Regions from separate parts of the Mus musculus genome. Here all the other regions are linked to region 1. The links are chromatin contacts, called in public HiChIP or PLAC-seq and promoter capture Hi-C maps. All regions are on one chromosome and are shown on one strand. Each heading gives the region's core, a stretch centred on a gene start, on an enhancer-like site or on the middle of the called end of the contact. The rest is flanking DNA. Distances are from core to core; before and after follow the strand shown.

Region 1 (5,069 bases), core at 672-3,171:
AGTGTACTAAATTCAACCAAGACATATTGAATAGTTTGGTTTCTATACTGTCAACTGTCATCAGGCTAGAGCATCAGTTGCCTGAGGGAGAAACTGAGTCTAGTGGTTTGGATGATTATGCCCCTAATAGGCTTAGATGTTTGAATACTTGGTCCTCAGTTGGTGACAGTTCTGGTAGATTTGATGGCTTGTTGGTGGAAGTTTGTCCCTGGGGAGGGGGTAGGCTTTGGTGTTTTAAAACCTTGAAACTATTCCCACTTCTCACTCTGCTTCCTGCATGTGGAGATGAGAACTCTCAGCTGCTCCAGTCACATTTCCTCACTGGGAAGGTGGCTGACTCTGTAGTCATGATGTTATAACACAGGGACAGAAAAGTAACTAAAATACTGAGACACTACCCCAAGACAGGCAGGGATGAAGGCTGAATTGGGAGCCATTGTATGGTTTTCGCCATTCCCAAACCTTCTAAGACTGAATGATATTGCTGCCACCCCTGAAGACCTGAGGCACTATAAGGGTGGTGGCAGTTGCAGGTTTAGTCTCACCTTTTGTGGAGACTTGAGACTTGTCAATCAAGTAGCTGCCCCTGAAGGTTCCTCAGCCTGTTGTCAGGGCAACTGTAATGATTACTGCTCTATTCTAGCTACCAATGTCCAGAGAAGACTTCACGGCAACTGTAGATGCCACAGAGACTTTGTTTCAGTCAGGGGAACCATTACAATCAACCACCACCCAGCAGTTTCATGGCCTTGGGAAACTGACCATGACACCTTGAGATGGCTCTTAGATCACCCTACTCAGTGACCCCAGCCCAATGGCAGTATACAGGAGAAAGTTTTTTGTTGTGGTTGTTTGCTTTGCTTTGTTTTTCTGCAAGTTGCCCCTGTGCTGCCAATAAAATTTACTCCAAGTGGTACTGATGCCTCCTTGTAGTCTTGATCCCGGGTAGGGTAGCTTGCGTCGGTTGCATAAAGAACAGGTACAGCACCCAACAGAAACCAATAGAGGGCTGTTGTAGAGGCCATGGAGTGCTAAGACTGTGAAGGACTACGGGAGTGTTGGGAAAGTATAGCATAGAGGAGAACAGAAACTGCAAAAGATAAAACACTACTGAATGCAAGCGCCAGCTGCTCTAAAGAGTCCCAGAAAGTCACCGAGTTGCTACCTCTGGCAGCTGAGGACGCATCCTGGAGCTGTAAAGCTAAAGGCAGAGAACCCCTCTACCATAAGGCTAGCACAAGCTGTGACTCAACAGCTAAAACTGTAATCTTGAGATCCAAATGTTTCCAGCACCCCAAGTTGGGGGCTACCGACACAAAGGATGCTTTAGCTTATTGGAGATTTCCATCCAAAATACTAGACAGCCTGAATGTAGCCCACAAGGATGGCCACTTCACCCAATAAAATGACCAGCATTATTGCCTATGACAACTCTGTAAGTGGACTCTCGGCCCTTGATGCTCCTTGTCCAAGCTGTGCCGCCTTTCAGTACTGGTACTCCTAAGGGGATTCAAGACCAAACCAGGATCCTCGCAGCTTCCCATACTCTGCGTGGTTGCAAGCTGTGGTCTGTGGCATTTAAAAGGGTTTCCAGTGACTATCCGCTGCAGCCTGTGTGCGTGCATTACCGGAGCAAGGCACCCAGTGCTAGTGCAGGCTGCCACTCAGCCTGAAGACTTAGCCTATGGGACAAACACACTTTTCCCAGTCCGGCTATCCAGCGGCGTGCAGGCGTCCTAGGCTATTCCCCGGTTGCTAGGCAACGGGTTAAAGCTTCCTTCTTCCTGGGTGCCACCCACTTCGCCTCCCGCTCTAGCGCTTGCGTACTACATCCCTTTCGTCTCTTCGTCCTTTACTTCCAGTTATATAAGCACAAGCTTCACTTTGTCTAACCAGACACTTCTCCGGGCGGAAGTTCAATAACGGAAGCGGAAGTGAGCACGCCGTAGACTGTGGGTCTGAAATCTGGTTGACGCAGTCTGCGGCCACTGCTGAGCTTTGGGTAGGCCAGGCTGGGGAATCGGCCCTGGATCTCTGCTGTCGCATCTCCCTACCCCAGACTCCTTCCAGCATCAAGTCCACTATCCTCGCCGTGGCCACGCCCCTCCGCATCCTGGCTTCTCTGCGTCCTGGCTGTTCCTCCCTGGGTGGAGGGGAGAGGCAGCCATCCACTTGCAGGTGGAGCGGGGTGGAGACTCTTCCTGAGCCCAGCTGCAGGACACTGAGGACCAGCGAGGTAGACTCTCAGACTCTGGTAGCGGCTGGGGAGGGAAGAACTGGTAACTGGAAACCAGGTTGGGAGGTTGTAGGACCTTAAGTGATGGAGAGGCGAAGGGGCTGGGCCTCAGCTGTGTTGAGTTCCTCTGGGGAGGGGACCATCCGTTTGATTTCGGCCTACATATGCTCTCAGATCTTTCCACCTTAGGGACTTGCTGTTACCCACGTCCAATGTCTCTCATCATTTTCCCTATCTCCCATCCATTAGAGGATAGCTCCTGACCTCGACTGACATTAGGTTAGTGTACGAACGCCTGGCTACTTTTTTCTTTACCTGTTTTTGAAAGGCACCAGCAACTGATGCGTTATTTCTCTTGCCCCCACCTTGACTATAGCACCTCCCAGTTTAAAAAAAATATCTGTTCAGCCAGTCTTCCAGACGTTTATATCTGTGAACACCTTTGGCCCCCCCCAAAAAACTTACGTGGAGAGCATTTGAAATCATTTATTTTCCACACTCAAAGACTCTACTCTTATCTCTGAACTGGAGTCTGGATATATTTATGGAACTGATAATGAAAAGTTCACGAATCCAAGCTTTGGCTTCGGAGTCCTTGATTTCAGTGTACTGTGAATACAACACCCCTCTGTTCATAATTATAGAGCCTTTACAACTTGCTATTTATCTTATGTTGCTGCTTTGCAAGTGTTCTTGTCCCAGTTTTCCCCTCCCCATTTCCACCATCTTCAAGGTGTGCTTGGTATTTGAAAGAAAGGCCTGGTCATTGGGTAGAGCATTGTAACTTCTGTGTTGCAGATACTAAACTAATTTCATTTACTTTCTGAGTTGACTCCACCTTGGTAAGAAGGATGCATTCCACATAATGCTATCAATTGTTGCTACAGAACTTAATACCAAGTATAAATAGTTTTAATTTTATTGTTAGGCATTATTTCTCTCCATCGCTCTCTCTGGCTATAATGGGAGTCTATAAACTGTGAATTGGTTCTTGATCTCACTTAATACATCCATCTGCCCCTGGTTTTATTCATTTATTTTTTCCAAATAAGCATTGATCCTAGCGTATGGGAGACATTTCAGGGTAGAAAAGCCCACCCTACTGCTTGGAATTCTCAGAGCTCTCAGGCTGTATTTTGAGCAGCCTACAAGGACGACTATGTTGTAGGAGTAGGAGTGAGCTATTTGGAGAGTTTCCTTGTCTCAGCATCTATTTACTTCTTATATGCCTATTAAGACTTAACCTGTTGTCTAGCTGTAAAATTCCTAATTTATTTGTATGTTGGTTTTTTTTTTTTCAGTCATCTTGTAATAACTCCTTTAGGGAACAAAGAACTTCATTACATGCTTTTAGCAATAAAGAAAAACAATAATAACTTAATATCCACAGCTGTCTTTTGGTGATTGATTGATTGATTGATTGAGAATGTACTAGTTGTGTGCTATGTGATAGATGATGCCTCAGGAAGCATAAAGAAATGCCTGTTCACCTCAGGTAGACCACTGACAGCAGACCAAGAAACAAAAAACAAAACAAAATAAAAAAAATAGATTCCAACTAAGTCTAGCTTAGCAAACCAGTATGTTTATTGAAGTTCTTTATGGGAACATGGGTAACTGAAAGCCCACTCTAGCATGAATAAGAACTCAAGAAAACTGCATCCATGAAGCTCTCTTCACAAACTCGCAGGCCCCCCAGGCTATTTGGAGAGCCTCCTTTCCTGAGCAGTTACTGCGTTTGTAATTTTGGGGCAGGTCCTTATGAATGTTATAAGTTTGGGGGACTTCCTGAACCTTATGAGGTTCCGTTTTCTTTCCAGGAAGGAATTGGGTGTTGTGGATATCTAGCAATTGAAGACCCTTTTGATACCGGATGTCTTCTAATGTCACAAGTCCCCACACCTTTTCTAAACGTGTTGTGTGCATGCCACTTTTCTGAGGTAGTTTGTGGTTCACAGTGTGAGAAATTAACAGGGTAAAAGCTAGGAAGAACTGGTCCCTGCTCTGTTAAAACAGCAGGCTTTCCATTATGGGGGGAAGGGAGGAGCAGAAACACTTGACTAAAGCCAAAGCAATATACTGAGCCTGGCTTCCTGGAAAATAAGAATATATCAAGAAACCCAGTGTCTTAGCAGCTTTAGTAGAAAATACTTGAAACAGAAAAAAAACAAAAAAACAAAAAAAACAGCCCCCATCTTAATGACAATAGAGGGCAGCAGCTCAAACATGGAAGACACCGATGCTGTGCCAGGCCAGAGGAGGAATGGAAGCTCCTGTCAGTCTGTCCACACATGTGTTGTTTTCTGTGTTGGGAGTGATGGGGAAGGCTTCTGTAATCGCTGGCATGAACCGTGTGGCTATTACTGGTATCATATTAGGACGAGTCTCTTGGATCCTAGCACACAGGGAAGAGCTGGGGGTGAAGTGTCATTTCTTCACTGAATAGAAATAGAGTCTCTGGGTGGGTAAGACTTACGCTTGTCTGTCCATCCCCAGTAAACTGCGAGAGTCCTGCTTAGTCCAGAGCTAGGCAGAGACTGACAGAGCCTCTGTGAGCTGTGTGCTCGCATCCGTCCGTATTGACTAGCCTTTGTCTTCATGGGTTCCCTTTACGAAGTCTGCCTTCTCCATACTGGGTTGTATCATATTAAGGCAAACCCACCCTGTTCAAGAGATGAATGTAAATTGTCAGGGTAGAGATGTCAGTCTGTGGCAGAATGTTTGCCCGCATGTTGGAGTCCCACACTACACTATAAAACAAGAGCAGCCGCAGAAAGTGTCAACTTCCTGAATGTGGGACCCAGACCCAGGAATCCAATCAATCGATCCCCTG
Region 2 (5,069 bases), core at 1,570-4,069, 220 kb before region 1:
GCAACACCAGATAGGAACTCAGGCGACATCTTAGTTACTTTTCTGTTGCTGGGATAAAACAGTATGCCTGACATAACTGTAAAAGAAAGTGTTTAGTTTTAGAGGGTTTGTGTCCATGATGGCTGAGCAAAAGAAGGGCAGCAAAACCAGCTGTCCTTGTCAGGGTCTCCATTGCTGTGAAGTGAAACCATGACCAAGGCAACTCTTATAAAGGACAACAGGTTTAGAGGTTCAATCCATTATCATTCAGGCAGGAAGCATGGCATCTGGAGAAGGAGAGGAGAGTTCTACATCTTGTTCTAAAGGGAACCAGGAGAAGACTGTCTCCAGGCAGCTTGCGGGAGGGTCTCATAGCCCACCCCACAAAGTGACACACTTCCTCCAACAAGTCCACACCCACTCCAACAAGGCCACACCTCCAAATAGTGCCACTCTCTGGGCCAAGCATATTCAAACACATGAGTCTATGAGGACCAAACCCATTCAAATCACTACAGCAGCCAAGAGCTCAAGTCTCCAACCGAAAACAGGAGGCCGAAAAAAGACAGTGCACTCTAAATGGTGCAAGTCTTTCTAAAGCCTCAAAGCTTGACCACAGTGATATATTTCCTCCAGTAAGACCACACCTGTAATCTACCCTGAACAGTCTGCCTATCAAGGACCATGTATTTGATCATGTGAACCTATAAGGGACATCCTTATTACAGCACTGGCAACAAGAGCCCTCATGTTGTTGGATCACGTGGTTACTTCGTGGTGGGGCCTGTGTTCCTATAGTCCCAGGGTCCTGCTTAATGAATTACCTTCAACCCCTCAGTCCTCCCAATGGTCAGACTCAAGATATACATCCCAATACAGGCAACCTCAACACCTGCCTGTCCCCTGCAAGGGCCCACCATGAGCTCAGTGTTCCAGAAACAACGGAGGTCATCTCTTGCAGTGACCTCAGAGGCAAACACACTGACTGAGAAACACCTTTGAGAGAGAAGGCCATTTAACACCCAAGAGAGTGGAATGGAGGGAGAGACTGGTGAAACGGTGAAGACCCAGCCAGGACAATGAGAGCAGCCAGGCTGCAAAGGATCGACCCACTCCAAGGAGTCAAGGAGAAAATTGTCTGGACCTCTCAAGTGGCTGGAAGTCTTTATGGGTAATACATGTTAGAAAGCCAGGTTCCCTGGAGGCCATGAGCAGTACCCACAGCCTCATCTGGTTAATGGTGACCCTTGCTTAGGGGTTAAAAGTTGTTTGTTTCCTGTTTGGTGGCCTAGGGGGATAGAGGAGGCCTCCAGATTTAAAAGGGTCATGCTACGAGAGGAAAGCCATAACTAAAAGAAGGAAGAAATGAGGAAATGGGAGAGAAAGAAGTTCTGGCAAAGATCTGGAGAGACATGGAGCCCTTGTGTATAGCAGGTGGGAACGGGAAATAGCAGAGGGTTCCAAGAAGCTGAACATACAAAACAGAATCTCCGTATTCCAGCAATTTCACTCTTAGGGCAGAAAAATGACCTCTTGCCCTGACCGGTTTGCTGAGTCAAGAATGGGGCTTCTGGACTGAATCTTGAAAACTACTATAGACTCTTGAATGAAGAGGACTTCCAGCAGCTGACTTCCACACCTCTGACCTTTCCTTCAGCCCTTGACCTCCCTAAAGTAGTACCATATGTTTCAAACCTGTTTTTAATGGTTGAATTAATGATTGTAGCTAAATGATATCTAATATATATTTTTAATAATGTCTATCACTTAAGTACTTAAGGGAAATAAATGTATGTATGTGGTATTTACTCACTCAACAGAAAAAAAAAAGTGAGATTCAAAACAAGGGTATGTACATAGATGCTCACAGCGGCCTTGTCCACAAAAGTCAAACACTGGGAATACTCAAATGTTCTCAACAGATGAGTGGAAAAGAAAACCAAGGCCTATCCATGCAAAGTGATACAGCTATAAAAGGAAGGTGTGTGTGTGTGTGTGTAAGTGTGAGGGTGTATGTGTGTATGTGTATATGTGTGTGTGAGCAAGAGTGTGAGCATGTGCATGTGTGTGAGGGTGCTCATGCGCATGCATTACAACAGGCAAACATCAGGCTCTGTGAAACAGGTCACCTGTATATGTCCTCCAGTAGACAGAGTTCCTACTTCTATGATGTGTCCTCAGGAGGCGCATCTGTAGAGGTGTGGATGTTGGCGCTCACAGGACTGGAAGGGTAGGTAGGGAAGCCCTCGTGAAACTCGGTGTCACTTCCTGTGATGGAACATTCCAGAACTAGACAGAAAACTGAGTTCTTCAATAAGGCTTATTTCAGGATGTATAAAGGTCACTTCAACAAACTGTTAATCCTTTTTTAAAATTTCTGGGCCATGCCTTAGATTGATGCTAATTCACAGTAGGGCTATTCATTTGCCACCACTCAGTGAGATGGTGTTGGGGGTATGCTCTTCTGCAGACGGAAGGAGTTCTCTTCTCTTAAAGAGCCTCAGCACAGCGGGTGAAACAGAGACATGAAATACAGGCATGCCAGCATTGTTCATGAGAATGGCAGTTGCTTGTCTGCCCTGTGTCCGTAACAGGTCAGCTGTTTTGCTACCCGAGAGCGGCTCCTCTGTTGTTCAGCTCTTAACTCAACCAAGTGAATAGACAAACTGATATCAAAGACCTCTTGGGGCAGATGCAAAGGAGGAGTTTTCTCCTTCTAACCACAGAAGTGTGTCCAGGCTGCTTCCTGCTATTGCGATCGCCTCCCCTCTGCCACCACATTCTGTACTTCTTTCCTGCTTCAGAACCTCAGCCACTTCCTCTCATCCTGTGCTCTGCTCTGGGCTGGAGCTTGGCTAAACATTAATGCTAGGCTTGATTATACTATTTGGTCACGTCTAGTGAGTTGCAGTCTGGGGTGAATTATAAACCTTATCTCTGGCTGCCCTCAAGCTGTGAAGGCCTTGGGATCCAGATGAGCATCGAACAAACAGGAAGGAATAAAAGTAAAATGAGAATACTACATCCTGGAGGAAGATTTCTCCTGAAGGTCTTCTATGCAGACTCTGGAAAGGGGCACAGTATGCAGAGAGATGAGGCTGCACTGGGCTGCAGAGGGGAAAGCTGAGAGCCAGGCCTGGAACCTCCTTAGGACCTAGCTGCCTCATGTGCCCTGTAACCTAGACCAGCCTTCGGGTCCAGGGCCCTCCATTGCACTGGAGGCACAGGGTAGAAAGTATAGGTAGAACTCCACATACCCAGAGGGAGGCACGCAGACAGGAACAGGCCACTTTGAGGACAAGGACACATAGTTCATCTCCATGCTTATTATTTTATCTACCCTTTGATCTTGAGGGGAAAGTTGGGGTACAGCTCCTGTAAGCTGACCCTTGGACCGTTCCCAGCTCATTATTGGATACTTCTTAAATCAGTTGCTGGGATGAGCGTTACATTCCATATGGGAGGGTACCATAAAAGGAGGAGGGAAAGCCTCTTGCTGACATGAGAATTCTACCGACAGCTTCCACTGGTCCATCCCCCACAAGCTAGCTCTCCACCCCTTGGGGCTTTCCAAGGACCTTCAGAGCATCTGCCGAAAGGCCAGACGGTTCTGGGAAGCTAATTGTCAATGTCTTGTGCCTGTCCTAAAATGCTATTAGTGGAGTTCAGTCAAAGGTTTAAATCAATTTGGCCAAAATTGTTGAGTGGCCACTGCAAATAAGGTTCTGAAAAGTCCGAGATGGATGGCTTTTCAAACATGGATGCGCTTTTGAACTTGAAACAAATGGTTTTAGCAGTAGGGCCAATAGAAATTCCATTATTGAACATCTAAAGAATAAGATTTAATTTAGGATTTGAGGGAAAACAGAGTCCGATGGCAAGCAGGGAACATGGAGAAATAATCAAGCATGACAAGAAATTCATTTACAGTTAACTTAGGCTAGTTAAAAAAAATTAATAGCTTTATCTGTGGCTTAGACAATCTAAGATAGTGGTTAATAACACGTGTCTGTGTGTCACGAGGAAAACCACTCTCCCTCCCCACCACAAGGAAGTCAGAAGAATCTCTGAGAGGGGAGCAGTGAGCATCTAAGGAGCCAGGTTAACTCATCAGCGCCTTCCAGTCAGGGCAAGTCGTGGAAGGAGTGAGTTCAAGTTCCTGATTCTAGGAGCTGAACTACAGGACTCGCTGAAGTAACAGAAAGCTTCCAGAGCTGAGGGTACCAAGCAACAGACACCCCAGTGAACTGCAGATGTAGCTCAAGGCAGGCATTCAGACACCAATCAATTTTCATTAATTTAGATAAAAACAAAAACAGCAAAACAAACAAAAACCAAAACAACAGTAAAAAGACCCATCCGAATAGAGGTTGTCGCAGTGCCTGGTGTAGCTCTAGAAGACTCTTCAAGGTACTTGACTTAATACTTCTGGAGGGGAAAACGGGATGAAAATGGTCCAGGAGGACTCAACTTCTCGTCTTTCCACCTCACCGCTACATCACAACAAGGTGGCGTGCCATCTAAGTTTTTTGGTTCCAAGACAAAATGGTTCCCATTACTCCTTGTGACAAAGACAGTGTTAATTGGCAAGGCAGCTAATTGCTGCTGCAACGAGGTTCTTCACAGCCTGAGATGGGACATTCCCTGAACCCCTCTTTTCTCTACTTGATCACAACCTTGGTCTGCCCAGCCATAGAGAGAAACACAGACCAGTAACGAAGCTGAGCATGGGAGCTCAACAAGACCTTGGAGGACACCAAGCCTGGAAGCCCCCAGAGGAGCCACATGAGGCAAGGTGGGAGGTGTCATACAAGCTACGTTTAAGCTTCCAAGCAACACACCACTTGTGAGTCTGTCTTAGTTAGGGTTTTACTGCTGTGACCAAGGACAACATTTAATTGGGGCAGGCTTACAGGTTCAGAGGTTCAGTCCATTACCACCAAGGTGGGAACATGGCAGCATCCAGATAGCATCCAGGCAGCATCCAGACAGCATCCAGACAGCATCCAGGCAGCATCCAGTCAGACATGGTGTAAAAAGAGCTGATAGTTCTACATCTTAGTCTGAAGGCAAACAGGAGAAGACTGGCT
Region 3 (5,069 bases), core at 1,049-3,548, 150 kb before region 1:
TCAGAAGATGTAGAACTCTCAGCTCCTCCTGCCCCATGTCAGCCTGGATGCTGCCATGTTCCCACCTTGATGATACTGGACTGAACCTCTGAACCTGTAAGCCAACGCCAAATATATGTTGTCCTTATAAGAGTTGCCTTGGTCATGGTGTCTGTTCACAGCAGTAAAACCCTAACTAAGACATTCCTGCTTAAAACCTGTCATAGTTTGACAGCTCCTCAAAGGACAAATGTGAAGTTATCCCATGAGCCAAAAATTGAATTCCTAGGTATCTATGAAGGACAAATAAAAACACAACCAGACCTGGAAGCTTTTGTCTGTCACTTCAGCACCTGTGAGACTGAAGCAGGAAGATTCTCTATGAATTTGAGGCTAGCCTAGGATATAGAATGAGACCTTGTCTCAGAAGAAAAAAAAAGTGGAAAAGCATATCCACATAAATACAGACAGTATCACTATTTATAATCAAAGGGCTCCAATTGCTTCATTATTCATCACCAAGAGAGCAATGAAACACTGTGTATCGGGAAAAGCCAATGATGTGTTAGCATGTGACACAACATTAGTCTCCCACACATAGCTGACTGGAAGAAAGCGAACATAAAAGCCCAGGTCTTGGGACCTCATTTACATAAAATGTACAGTGCTCATTTCGGAGGGTATGGTTTGAGAAGACTGGAGATGGGTAGGTAATAGATGGAGGTTTTCTGTGGGGCAATGGTATCCTGATTGGATTAGTGTAGTGCCTGTGTTATGGTCCTAAGAGCCCTTTACATGACAAGTCAAGCTATATTCTCATGAAGTTTATCTAAAAGGCCTGTTCACTGATCTGTACATTTAAAATGAAATGCAACCTTTCCCATGGCTTACAGCTCTGCACAATGGCACCCTCTGTCTCTTCTGCCACCTCCCTTATCTCTTCTTCATGAGTCCCTCCAGTTTCTAGCACCAGAGCCCAGGGATCATCCATAAGCCACCCCCCTCCAGGGGCTCCACACCGTTCTGTGTTCTGTCCACAGTTTCCCAGTATTTACCCAGACCCTTGCCAGGAGCATGTCTCACCCTGATCATCCTACACTCTTCCCAGAATACTTTAGAAGGTATGGCCACGTGTTTCCTTCCTCAATGGCAACAGGTTGTATTGCTATCCTTGGGTCCACGTCACCTCCTCAGGTGCAACCTATGTGAGGTTGTCTTGCTATCTTCCTCACACACAGAGAGAGAGAGGTTGGCAGAGGCTATAATCTCACACTGAAATGTGTGGGTGTCTAGTAGGAGAGGAGCGGTTGAACTTACACACATCCCTGTCTTGCTCACTGGCTGCTCTTGCCCAGATTTCTGATTGTAATTGTGCAGGAAGCTTGCTCAGCTTGCTTTCTTATACCACCCGTAACCACTTGCCCAGGACTGGTACTGCCCACAGTGAGCTGGGCCCTCCCATGTCAATCACGAATCAAGTCAATAACGTCAGACACTTGACTACAGGCCAATCTGTGAGGCCATTTTCTCAGTTATGATTCTCTCATCCTAACCCTTAAGAGACTGGAGGCCCCAGGGAATTTAGAGGTCAGGTGGGGTAGGGAGGTGGAGACATCCACATGAAGACAAGGAGGTGGGGAGGAGGTATGGGATGTGGAACAGTTGGAGGGTGGATGGGGAGGGGGAATAAAATATGGAGTGTAAAAAATAGAAAAAAAAATAAGATTCTCTCTTCCCTGTTAAGTCCAGGTTTTTGTCAAGTTTATAAAAACCAACCAGCATCGGTACTTAACCTTTCCATCCTGAATGAAGAGACATTGGCCAAGGTGACACTTGGATTGGGGCCCTTTCTCACCAATGCCCAAATCCAGAACCTCCCCCACGTGACTAGCTAGGAAGATTCAGGATGGCTACATCATTCTTGCCCGCCCCCCCCACCCCCCACCCCGCAAGAGCTGCCTGGACCATGGCCTCGGATCCCATTCTCCTGGGGAGCTGTACAACTCTACTGATCCTTAGCCCAGTACCAGCTTTGTATATCTAGGGCTTTGCTGTGCTGCTACCTGAGAGCATCGGTGCAAGGACCGGTATCCGGAAAGCAGCCATGGATGCTAGAGGGGGAGCCATTGAGATGCTAAATTCCATCACCAGACCTGCCTCTGGCAGCCATTAGGTTACCACAGTCGGCAAGGCTGGCCCTTTGAAAGCAGACAGGAGCCCTACTGTGAACACACAGGCCCCGCCCCTGTGGCCTGTGTCTGGCCTGGCAGGCATAGCGCTGGGTAGAGCTCAGAGCTACAGCCCCTCTTCTAGCCAGCGAGGGCCCTGCTGGTTCTGACTGAAGCACAGCTATCTGACGTCGGGCTTAATGAAGTCCCTGTGAGAGACAGTGGGGCAGCCTCGCTGCGCAGATGGCTCTTTGTCCCCATTGACACCTGCCATCTGCTTGTTTGTCTAAATGACGCTGCTGGGGCAGGGGGCTCCCAATCTGCTGCCCGGGCCCCGCCCACCTCTATGACCTCCTGACCCTGGGCCAGACAGGTCCTCAGAGTTGCTCTCACGCGGTGCAGTGAGCCTGGCCTGCTCCTGCTCCCAGCCTCTGCCAGGCTGATGCTCCAGTGGCAGGAACAGGGGAAGGGGGGTCAGGGGGAGGAGCAGGGGGAGGTGAGAGAGCAGAGAAAGGGGAGGGGGAGGGAGGAGGATCAAGAAGGAGAGTAGTGAAGGACAAAGACAAGGAGGAACAGAAGACAAAGGGGGAGGGTGGGAGGATGAGAGGAAGCCAAAGAAGGGGAGAAGGAGGTTGAGGGAACGCAGGGATTGAAGGGGAGGCACAGCAGCTGCCCCAGGCCCCTGGTTCCCCTGCTCCAGGCCAGGCTGCAGGCTCGAGTTTCAAAGCTGGGCCCTCACACCTGTTCACAAAGAGAATGTCACATAAAAGAGAGGCAGGACAGGATGACCCGCCTCTGGACCAGACAACAGCAGCCCCGCAATGCTCCTAGCTCTTCTTGCCTCAAGTCAGTTAAGTACAAAGAGAAAAGTTTACTTTTCAAGTTGTAGGGATGACTGCAGAAGACAGAAGAATATATATATATATATATATATATATATATATATATATATATATATCAATTAGAACATTTCTGAGAGTGTTGTGATGATGCCAAACAGGCAGCTTGCCCTGAGCTTCTGAGATATTATGGTTGATCTTTAAAAGGGGCAGTGGTGTGGCCTGGCATTATTACCAACTCCCGAGCAAGGATCAGCCCGTGCGGAAAGCGTAGCCACGTGAACTTCTTGAGGTCTGTCTGCAAAGCTCTAGTTTCCTGAGGCTAATTGAACGGTTACTGATAGTCTCAGAAAGGTTATGCTCTGCCAGAGCTTGGTGGAAAACAGTGGGCTCTGGGCATTTCGACCACTGAAAAGAAAACACTCTATTGGTGCTTCCTTGTCTCCTCTGTTGACTTTAGGTGGGACTCGAAGGCCTGGCTTAAGAGATGGCCTTTGGAGGCCTCCAGCTCAGTTCTCCCAAAGACAAAACAGGTGCTTGACATAGTAACCCAATAAACGTGTCAGCGAAAGGGCACTGCCTCCACCCCAAAGCCACCCTCTTCTGAGCGCCTGGGCTCTGTCTTCCTCTGAACAGAGGCTAAAATCTGGGACTTGCTGATGTGGGGGGCTCCCAGTGCCTCTAAGGAGAAGGAACTCTGCGTGGTGTTCCACTGGAACACCATCTCCATGCTCAGACTTGCAGTGAGGGTGCTGCTATTCACTGCTCTTCACTGTCATATCTTATACTTGGAAGACTGTTGACAGGGTGATGGTATGTCTGCCTACTGATGACCCTGTGGGGTTAAGGCTGTCACCTCCCTGGGTTTGTCATGTGAGAAAATAGCTGCACCGAACACAGGACAGCCCACATCCCCAGCTAGGGCTTGTAGTTCCATCCTGGAGCCAGCCCTCAGAGATGTGAACAGTCTCTCCCCTAGCACCATCCGGGAAATGTTCCTCTCTTCTTGCATACAGTCACTAGACTAATAGTTTGTAGTCAAACGCCATGCTTCCTGTCACTTTTATAGAACTGTACTACATGTTCAGCCATCAAGCCACCTGTGAACAGCAAGCTATTGGTTCCCTCCTTACTGGGGGTCCACCCCACCACCACCACCACCACCACACTGGCCTTCTATACAGGCACAAGAACTTCACATGAAGTCAGGAGGTTTGGCTCAGATATCAAATAACCAGGAGGCATCTGAGTTCTTGGTGGAGACTTTGGGATGGGACACTTTGCAGAGCTAATTGATTTTATAAGTGTTCTTGCTTTGAGTTTCAAGAAAGTAGGGGACATTAGAGACCCTATCGCCAAGGAAGAGGTTGTCTACCTATATGTTCAGGCATGATGACAGTTGGAACTAATTTAAATGCTGATTCAAAGGGAAGACTCCTCCCAGGGAACAGATTAAAGTTGAAATGGGATGCTAAAAGCATGGGTTATTAGAGAGTCCAGTTTAGAAAGACAGCACCCTGGGTGTGCAGGGGCAGGTGATGGAGGTCTCCATGCTGCAATGATCTCCACAGGAAAGACTCCCTAGGGTGGCGACCAATAGTCAAGGGACAAGGTCTTTGTTCACTCAGTCCTATTCTGACCTCTGTCTTTTTTTGAATTATTTTTATATTCTGTATCTGTTGTGTACTTTGTATGCAGGGCCCTGGAGATCATAAGAAGGCATTGGATCCCTGTAACTGGAGTCACAGGGAAGTGTGAGCTACCATGTGGGTGTTGGGAACCAAACCTGGGTCCTCTGCAAGAACAACACAGACTCTTCACCTCCGAACCTCCAGTCCTGACCTGTCTTTCACACCTGCATTCTATCTACAGCCTCATATGTAGGCAGAAGGAAGGAGCAGCCTCTGGTTTTCAGGTCTCCATCTAGCACAAGGGAGAAGAGATCACATTTCACTAAGCTAGAAATTGAAAGAACTAACTGCAGATAATCAGGTTAACCTATCTAATCATACAAAGCTCAAAGAGATGGGCCCCAGCATCTCCCCATTTGACAGATGGGAAATTGAGGCAGGCCCAAGTAAAG

What was found. Promoter capture Hi-C pulls out the DNA fragments that hold promoters and counts their contacts. HiChIP or PLAC-seq counts read pairs in DNA pulled down with a chosen protein or histone mark.
Region 2: a contact with region 1 is called in a promoter capture Hi-C map of the HPC-7 cell line, with 2.7 times the contacts expected there. The contact joins the enhancer-like site here to the promoter of Fam120b in region 1. A contact is called at or near these places in 10 of 39 promoter capture datasets (the 3T3-L1 cell line, the C10 cell line, the HPC-7 cell line and 6 more), 3 of 484 Hi-C or Micro-C datasets (the HPC-7 cell line, mammary gland and nephron progenitors), 11 of 115 datasets of contacts at active chromatin or transcription factors (bone marrow-derived macrophages, craniofacial prominence, embryonic forebrain and 7 more) and 1 of 9 other capture datasets (adipose tissue).
Region 3: a contact with region 1 is called in an H3K4me3 HiChIP or PLAC-seq map of embryonic stem cells, with 18 read pairs. The contact joins the enhancer-like site here to the promoter of Fam120b in region 1. A contact is called at or near these places in 5 of 39 promoter capture datasets (cranial neural crest, embryonic stem cells, epiblast stem cells and 2 more), 3 of 484 Hi-C or Micro-C datasets (differentiating embryonic stem cells and embryonic stem cells), 9 of 115 datasets of contacts at active chromatin or transcription factors (embryonic forebrain, embryonic stem cells, neural tube and 2 more) and 2 of 9 other capture datasets (liver and pancreatic islet).

Annotation. Positions count from the first base shown.
Region 1 is chr17:15,394,325-15,399,393 of GRCm38.p6, forward strand. It overlaps Fam120b (family with sequence similarity 120, member B), which reads left to right and starts at 1,922. Exons shown (of 11, transcript NM_024203.3): 1 at 1,922-2,236.
Region 2 is chr17:15,171,957-15,177,025 of GRCm38.p6, forward strand. Gm35455 (a long non-coding RNA gene) reads left to right here. Exons shown (of 4, transcript XR_385428.2): 4 at 1-235. Among named protein-coding and RNA genes, the nearest start is that of Gm35502, 21 kb to the right of the region's middle. Within about 2 kb of position 2,820, at least 30 of the 459 cell types and tissues checked have an H3K27ac peak or open chromatin away from gene starts, as enhancers often do. A contact at or near this core is called in the HPC-7 cell line, where this site is marked.
Region 3 is chr17:15,245,758-15,250,826 of GRCm38.p6, forward strand. No RefSeq gene overlaps it. Among named protein-coding and RNA genes, the nearest start is that of Gm5091, 7.5 kb to the left of the region's middle. Within about 2 kb of position 2,299, at least 92 of the 459 cell types and tissues checked have an H3K27ac peak or open chromatin away from gene starts, as enhancers often do. A contact at or near this core is called in differentiating embryonic stem cells, embryonic forebrain, embryonic stem cells and 3 more, where this site is marked.